Regions from separate parts of the Mus musculus genome. Here region 1 is linked to region 2. The links are chromatin contacts, called in public Micro-C maps. All regions are on one chromosome and are shown on one strand. The core of a region is the stretch at or near the end of the contact, and the rest is flanking DNA. Distances in the headings are between cores, read along the strand shown.

Region 1 (3,676 bases), core at 673-3,172, 600 kb before region 2:
AGTGAAGCAAGAGAAATGGATCCCCTCCCCCTCCCCCCACGATCTAGAGTTAGTGAAGTACAGATCGAAGACTTCTGGGAATCAAAAGCCTTTAGGCGTGTAAATCTATACTCCCAGTACAAGAGACATTTGGGTTCTCCAGGAAGGAGCAAGCATGCAGACCAGGTAGCCTGATAGATCTAGTGACTATTGCTCATCTCACCAGCATCCCGCTTGCCCATTAATCCAAAGAACTGCTGAGGCTTGGGTCTTCGGGCGATTCTCTGCAGAAGATGCTCAAAGGGCTCCGGCATTGCCTCCTGGGGGACAAACCCGCGAGCAGACAACTTAAGTGAACCAGGATCACCTTAGTGGTGCACCTGAGCGTCCCCCAGAGCCACAGATTCCCCCAGACACCAGAACCTGGTGGGCTAGCACGCGTCTGGGCCATACTAAAACCTATACACTTTCCCCAATCTGGCCCCGCCTGGGATTTCCTTCTCCACAAAGTCTACCGGGGAGGCTCCTGCAGCAGCGCCACACCTGCCAGCCCTGGATCCTGTAAGCTTTCTGCTCTTAATTGCACCAGAGGGCTCACTCAAGTTCTTGTTATCACCTTTGTTTGCTCTCAGCGAGGCTTCGAAGTCCTCTCACTGTCCTAACTGTGAACAGTAGGGTGGATGAAGAAGGGTGAGGATACTTTCAGAGCAACCTTGCACCACCGCACAACTTTCACCATTTCCCAAGGCGCGCTCCTTGGAGCCAGTAGCCAAGAGTGATGTACAGGGAAACTTGGAGCACTGAATGCTGGAGTGCGGAGTTAGTTTCTCCACTGAGACCCCGCAGCTAAGTAAAATCCCGCTTTTGCCCCCATTAACTGATTCACTTCTCTATCCAGCATCTCAAACGCTCTGGCAGTGCGGTTTTACTAAATTCCCCCCTCGATTTCCCCTCCTCCCCAACCCTGTAAGTAGGGATTAAAACCTAATGAGGTTTCCAGCGTGGTGAGAACCCGGCTGTGAGAGAGAAAGACAGAGAGGAGAGAGAGGAGGTGGGAGGGGCGAGATACTGGGGAGACACTGACTGAACCTACGACGTTGCCCTCCCTCAGGGAGGAAACTTAGTTTGGTTCTGGGCAATAAGCCCTGTGCCTTGTCCGGGACGTGATGACCTTTATATTCCAGTGCGCCTCTCCAGCTCAAGCTGGGCTAATCAGGGTGCTACCACAAGGAGAAGGCAACAGCTCCCACGCCCGTTTGGGACTCACCTTGATCTGGTCACTGTCGGACCAGTCGGACCAATAATTTAGATCATCGTTGGCATCGATTTCCTCTGCAAACAGTTGAGTGGAAACGAGAAAAAAGACCGCCACGGCCACGAGGATTTTCATGTTCGATTTCTGAAGAGAGTAGGAGACAGAGGAAGGTGGGAAAGAGACATTATACATAAGGAGGCTGTGGCCACCCAAGAGTTAGAGCAGCTGAATTTCAGTGCCACAAGGAAGAAAGAACAGGTCCCGCTAAACCAAGATTAAAATAAAAACAAAACCAAAAGCCCACCAGGTCGAACACTTCTCCAAACCCTTTAAGAAGGCTCCTGAGGCGCCAAAGAGCCTCAAATCCTCCTCTCCTTGAGTCTCAGCGTCCCAGCCCCCTACCCACTGGCCCACACTCTCAAGCCTGAAGACTCTGCAGGTGGCAGACAAAGAGAGGCGTTGGTATTTGCACACTTTCTCTCCGGGTCTGAGAATGGAGTGGGAGCAGAGCCAGGGCGGACGCCACCTCCGACGAAGGCACGACGGGTCCCAGGCAGCCTTGGCTGGCAGGCTAGAGTGGTACTCACTGCGGTCAGACCGCGGGGATGCTCCGCAGGTGCGCACTTGCTGGGCGCTCTTTGCTCTCCTTGGCCGCGGTGCAGGAGCGGAGCAGGTCCGAGTGCGGTCTAGTCCCCAGCTCCTGCTTTGCGGTATTTATCTCAGGCGTGACGAGCCTGTAGAGCCACGTGACACTCTCCCCACGCGACTTTCTGCTCAATATTTAATTAGCCGCCCCCTCGCCTTTCGCTTGCGTGATGTAGAGTTTCCGAGACGGTAACCCGTCGGAGTCCATAACATCTGGACCAAATTGTGTTCGAAATGACGCAATTTTAGGGAAGTCGAGGTCTTGCCATCCAATCCAGAGAGACCTGTTTTCTTCGTCTGACAATCTGACGCCCTCCTCCCCTCTTCTTCCGAACAAGGTTCAGTGACACCTGAGATTACTCATCAAAACTGAGTGAAGTGACTCATGCCTCGGACTTTGGGAACTTTTCTCTCTAGAGGAGTCAGGGAATCTTGAGCTTTGAGGACAGCCAAATAACTTCCGCAACAAAACCTTGTGAAATGACACTAAGACACTAGCAAGCACTTCAGTGGGATGAGGCAAGCGGGGATTTTCCTTCTAGCTCTACCTGTATGTGTCTTAAAGGTTCCTGAGGTGTTACATGGCTGGAACAGCCCTCCCTCCCTAAATCAGCCAGAATACTCTCTCTCATTTCTCTAGCCTTGCAAAGGGGTTTCAGTCTTGTGTTCTAGAGGAGGAAAGCAGACTTGCTTTACATTTAGGAGAAAGAAGAATTGAAGCCTGCTGTAGCATGTAGAACAGCATGTGGAACGTACCCACCAGCCATCCGAGGACGCTGTAGCATGTAGAACTTACCCACCAGCCATCTGAGGACGCTGTAGCATGTAGAACTTACCCACCAGCCATTCAAGGACGCTGTAGCATGTAGAACAGCATGTGGAACGTACCCACCAGCCATCTGAGGACCTCTTTCGTTCCTCTGAAGCTTCTTCGCAGTCACACACAGAAGGTAGAGGGAGTTGCAAGAGAATAATTGTGCCTCTCTCCCCTTAAGCCTTGTTGGAGGGCTATAAAGTCTGTATGTTTACCTTTGTCACCAAGGGTGTGTGTGTGTGTGTGTGTGTGTGTGCTGCAGATCTGTCAGAGACAGAAGTCTTTAGCAAACCACGGTTTTACAGATACCTTCTGTCCCAGATGTATAATACTTTTCCATCTTTGGATGAAGTAAACGATGTTGCAGTTATTTGTTTTGACTTTTTTAGACTAGGACTCAAAATGGGTATTCTCCTAACTCAGCCTACTTGTTACTGGAACTACAGGTGTGTACCACCACACCCAGAGCGATGGGGTCTTTTGGATAGAGTTGTTTTCTTTTGGGAATCATCGTTCCCTAATATGTTTTTAGTATAATATGAAGAGGAAAGAAGTGTTTGCAAGCCAAACTAATGTTTGCCTCCAGTGTTTATATTGTTTTAAAACCTAAATGTAGACATTCAGAGGGATTTCATAATGTGAACATTCTATTTTTATTTTCAAAACTTTTAAAAGGAGAAATGGTGAACACAAATGTACAGTCATTTGCCTAAACAATTTGAAAATTTCATGCCTCCGCTTATGTAGAAAATATGTTCTCATGTACTATGGAGTTATTCTGATACATAATTCAGGAAATATGAAATAAATCCATGATCTACCAACTTTAAAAATTGCCAATTTAGAGCTTTTAAGGTATGACCTATTTTTTAAGACAAAGACCTCACAGATTTAAGCAGAGTTGATACATTTCAATGCAAGGTAGATAGATACTCATTACTTGATGCTGAACTTATGCCATTCTTGGCTAGCATAAAGTTCTT
Region 2 (4,100 bases), core at 77-2,576:
CTCCTGGCAACCAAATTATATCTAATAAACCAAGACTTTTAAGAAAGTTATACATTTCATTATTATAAAGTTCTCTCTTCAATAATTCTACAATCAAGAATTATAGAATTCAATGAAAATGCTTTTCCCTAGCCTAATCTTTATGTTGTTTTAAAGGTAAATATCACTTCAGCCACTATCAGCATGAAAAATCTTTTTTACTTTACCAGAGCAGTTTCTTTAAAATACCTAGATGCACTCTAGAAATGCCCAACTCCTTTCACCTCCTGATATTTTCAAGATGGGAGGAGATCCTGCAAGACTCTTCAGCATCATGCAATACTCTTTCTCCCCCTTCATTCTTAAGAGAAAAAAAAAAAAAAAAAAGGTATTAGGGTCGTGGAGATGGCTCACTGAGAAAGGTGTCTGCTGCCAAGCTGTGCAGCCCGCGGTTTGATCCCCAGGAGCCATGTGGTGGAAGGAGAGACCATTCCCTTGGGTTAGCCTCTGACCTCCAGCACACACACACACACACACACACACCCGTATACACACAAATAAATAAATATGTACCTAAAATAAATAATAAGAAAGAAAAGAGAAAAGTCAAACACTGAATCCAAACGCGTGCCCCCGCCAGCATTACCCCTTTAACAAATTGCAATCCTTAGGTCTTTTCTAGGTTATATAATTTATCTGTCAAGTGGAAAGCTTACTAAGGCCCTACAATTACAAATTAACAAATGATCGAAATGATCTAATTCTGGCAGCTAAGTAATGACATCATGTTAATTACACGGCTGTCACCTAAACAGCCTAAAGGCAACGCAAAGGACAAACGCCGACGAACTTTTGGAGCACTAAACAGTCAGGAGTGCAGTAACGTCTGAGACACGCCACCCTTCTCTCTCCAGCACCTGGCACCCTCAGCACTCTCAGAAAGTTCTTCTGAATGCGGGGGAAACTGCTCAAGCACAGAGCCTGTGCGGGAAGCTGGGGGATTCGCGACGGAGCTTGAAAGAAGTGCTGTTTGACCACTTTAGTCTGTCTATTCCAGACGCCCTGTTTGGCCGTGCACGGACCCTGGGAAGCAGCTAGGAAGGTGGGGTCTGAACTGAAAACCCAAGGTCCGGGACGAGGGGGCGGGGAGGGGGCGTCACTTGCCTCCCATTCCTTCAAGAATCGCTGGGCCTCGCCAGGACCAACAGTCTTATGTCTCCTAAATTCGTCCTTCACGTACTGGTCACCCAGGGCTTTGAGGTCCGGGGGCAGAGCCCGATGTAGCAGCAAGATTCGCCTATATAAAGCCCGGACTCTCGAGACATGCTTCCCCGGCATCGCGCCGCGCCTGCGCAGAAGGTGGGCGTAGCTCCGCCCCCGCTAGGAAGTCGCCTATGGGTGAACCCCAAAGCGGGCGGAAGAGAGCGCGCGACCTTCATCCGGTTTGGTCCGTCATAGAATCTTGTCCTTCCGGAAACCCGGATTTGGGGCGGGCGGACAGAAACGCTCTGCCAAAGGCGCGGCTGTTGAGGAGTAGTTGTAATTTCTTGAGTTTCCTAGAGAGGTGCTGCTGTGTAAGACAAAAAGTCTTGTGTGAGCGACTTGTTACCTTCAGAGTTAACTCATCTTCTCCATTTGCTAGTTTCTTCTTATTAAATATTTGAGAAAGACTTCATCGAACTGAAGTCTTCTCCAGAAAGCCTTGCGTGGTTAATCCAAAGTGTTATGGCTTCTGAAATAGTGTGGCATTCGCCGGTCCCTCGCAACAGCCCTCGTCCTTTGCAGTGCTGTACTTGGAGTTTATGCAGTAGGCATAGCTTCTTCCAGGTAGTTATCACAAGTGAGCCCTGAAGGGCAGACTTTGTTGGTCTAGGTCAAGTGCACTATGAAAGAATCTTGGGAGTTATTTTATGTGTATTTTTTTTCCAAGACCAAGATTCTGAGAATTTTTATTAAACAATGTGAGATGAAAATGTGAGACCCTGACTTAGAGCGTTTCTCCCTGGAAGATAAAGCCCCTGGATGTTTCCCAAGCTTGTTTTCCCTGATCTTTAAAAAATACAGCTAGAAAGAAGCTCTTTGTTCTCTATAGCCAGCAAAAAGCCTTTTTGTTTCTATACTGTACAACCAGAGATGCCTGCCTTCCTGTGCCAAGGACACAGAGATAAAAATTCAGAAAGAACTCACTCCCCACTCCTGCCTTGTAAATTTCACCAAGGACACCCGGAAGAGAAGAACTCTTCCCAAGTCCTCCCAACTCTCCTCCCAACTCCTCCCAAGTCTCCTCCCAACTCCTCCTAACTCCTCAGCTAGCTGTTAAAAGCTCCCTACTGTCACCGGGTCGAACTCCCCTGCCCTGCACCAGCAAAGGGACTTCATCCTCAGCTAGCTGATAATAAAACCTCTTGCAGTTTGCATCAGGTATGGTTTTCTCTCAGGACGTTGGGGTGTTGGCCAGCTCACCTGGGGACTTGCAGAGGCCCAGCATCGGGGGTCTTACAAAAACAAGAAATCTAGATGTTCACAAGTCCAAACTTGTGTAGAGGTGGGGAAAAAAAAAGTAACTATTTCAAAAGCTGATAGCTTCTTGTCCTTATTCTTTCGTTCCAATTAAATTTTAATCCTTCAGCAAATCCTAATAGCTCCACCACCAAAATCATGCAGGAATCAAACATTATTTCCATCACACCCTGTACCATAATTATCTCTTTCTACTGGATAGCTACCGTATCTGTGTTCTTGCCTCTGGCCATGTTGAACTTCAGTTATGATCTACCCAGGCTGTAATTAGATAACATCGTTCCTCTGCTTAACAAATCCTCAGTAGCACTCTGTTATTGAACAACTCAAAGTCTCTCTACCTCTAGAATTTAAATGTTCTATTTATTCACTCCCTAGTAAGTCAGTTCCACTCACACTGGCCTCCATCTTTGAACTCCTTCACTTCCAACCGGAAACCTTGTTTGGAGCACTTCCGGGGGCTGGTAGGAGGCATCACTTGCCAGAACCAGTGTGTCGGCTCACTGTCGTGTGACCTTTCCCAACAGCCTTGTTTGAAACTAACATAACCAAGCCAAACCTCCCATGGTGCTCCTGCTTTTGTTGTTTTTTCTTTTTTGTCTTCATAATACTCAGCAGGCCGTACTTTGCTTAGTTACTGATTCTAGCTTCTGACAAGAATACTTAGGGGAAGGCGTTTTTCAGGAGGAGGGAGTGTTTCCCACCGGTCTGGCTGTGCTCTAGACATGTAATAACCACATTACTGTTGCATTGGTGCAGAGCGTTTATTAGTGGTGTTGAGCACATCAGGATTTGCATGTTGGTAAAACACAAGAGGGCAAGAATGTGTGCAGTTGTCTCACAAACATAGGATTTCTGTCTGTGTAACAATTATGAAATCAAAAAAGACAATAGCCTACAATGTTTTTTGCTCATTTCGAGGTCTCACTACTGTACAGCACAAAATAAGAAGCACTCCAGTATTTATGCCCTTGAATAGAGTTTTTCCTTTAACTTTAAGGAAATTACTTGCCTAAAATACTATCTTAATAAATTTAATTTGGTATCATGACAAATCACATTAATGGCAAGGATTGAAGAGCAGTGTGGTTATTTTATTTCAGGGCATCTTTGCTACCAAATTTCATCTGTTAATATCCTTGAAAATTGAAAATTATTTTATTCTAGTTTGCTTTTTTTTTCTGGTTTCTCTTCAGGTTAAATTAACAAGTATAATAAATCCTTCTTTCAGAGCCAAAGCTCCTTATTAAAATGTGGAAAAAAACATCCTGCCAACGAACTAATAAAAGAATTGATTCAGCCTAAAAGGAACAAAAAAAAAAAAAAAAACCCACAAGGCACTAGCAAATCAATGATGGAAATGGAGTTGATGGACCAGACAGACAGATTCTAATATACAGTGGCATGATTAGACCTTGAAGAAAGAAGGCAAGTCATGATAGGGCAGATGAGCTTTGTTCCCCACACCACACACACTATGAGCAATGCACTATTAGGAGGATGAAACTTTATGTTTCTCTGACTTTTCAACTCAGCTTTCCTCTTGTGGTCAAAGTATCCATCAACTGAAAATAAGGTTTGAGTTGAATTCCTGGCTATTG

Evidence for each region. A called contact is a pair of places that touch in the nucleus more often than the background predicts.
Region 1: a contact with region 2 is called in a Micro-C map of embryonic stem cells. The contact joins the promoter of Tac1 here to the promoter of Sdhaf3 in region 2. A contact is called at or near these places in 4 of 39 promoter capture datasets (cranial neural crest, embryonic stem cells and frontonasal cranial neural crest), 1 of 484 Hi-C or Micro-C datasets (embryonic stem cells) and 1 of 9 other capture datasets (embryonic stem cells).

Annotation. Positions count from the first base shown.
Region 1 is chr6:7,553,307-7,556,982 of GRCm38.p6, reverse strand. Tac1 (tachykinin 1) reads right to left here and starts at 1,922. Exons shown (of 7, transcript NM_009311.3): 1 at 1,822-1,922; 2 at 1,247-1,378; 3 at 203-299. The coding sequence starts at 1,369.
Region 2 is chr6:6,953,244-6,957,343 of GRCm38.p6, reverse strand. Sdhaf3 (succinate dehydrogenase complex assembly factor 3) reads right to left here and starts at 1,326. Exons shown (of 2, transcript NM_001077713.1): 1 at 1,144-1,326. The coding sequence starts at 1,317.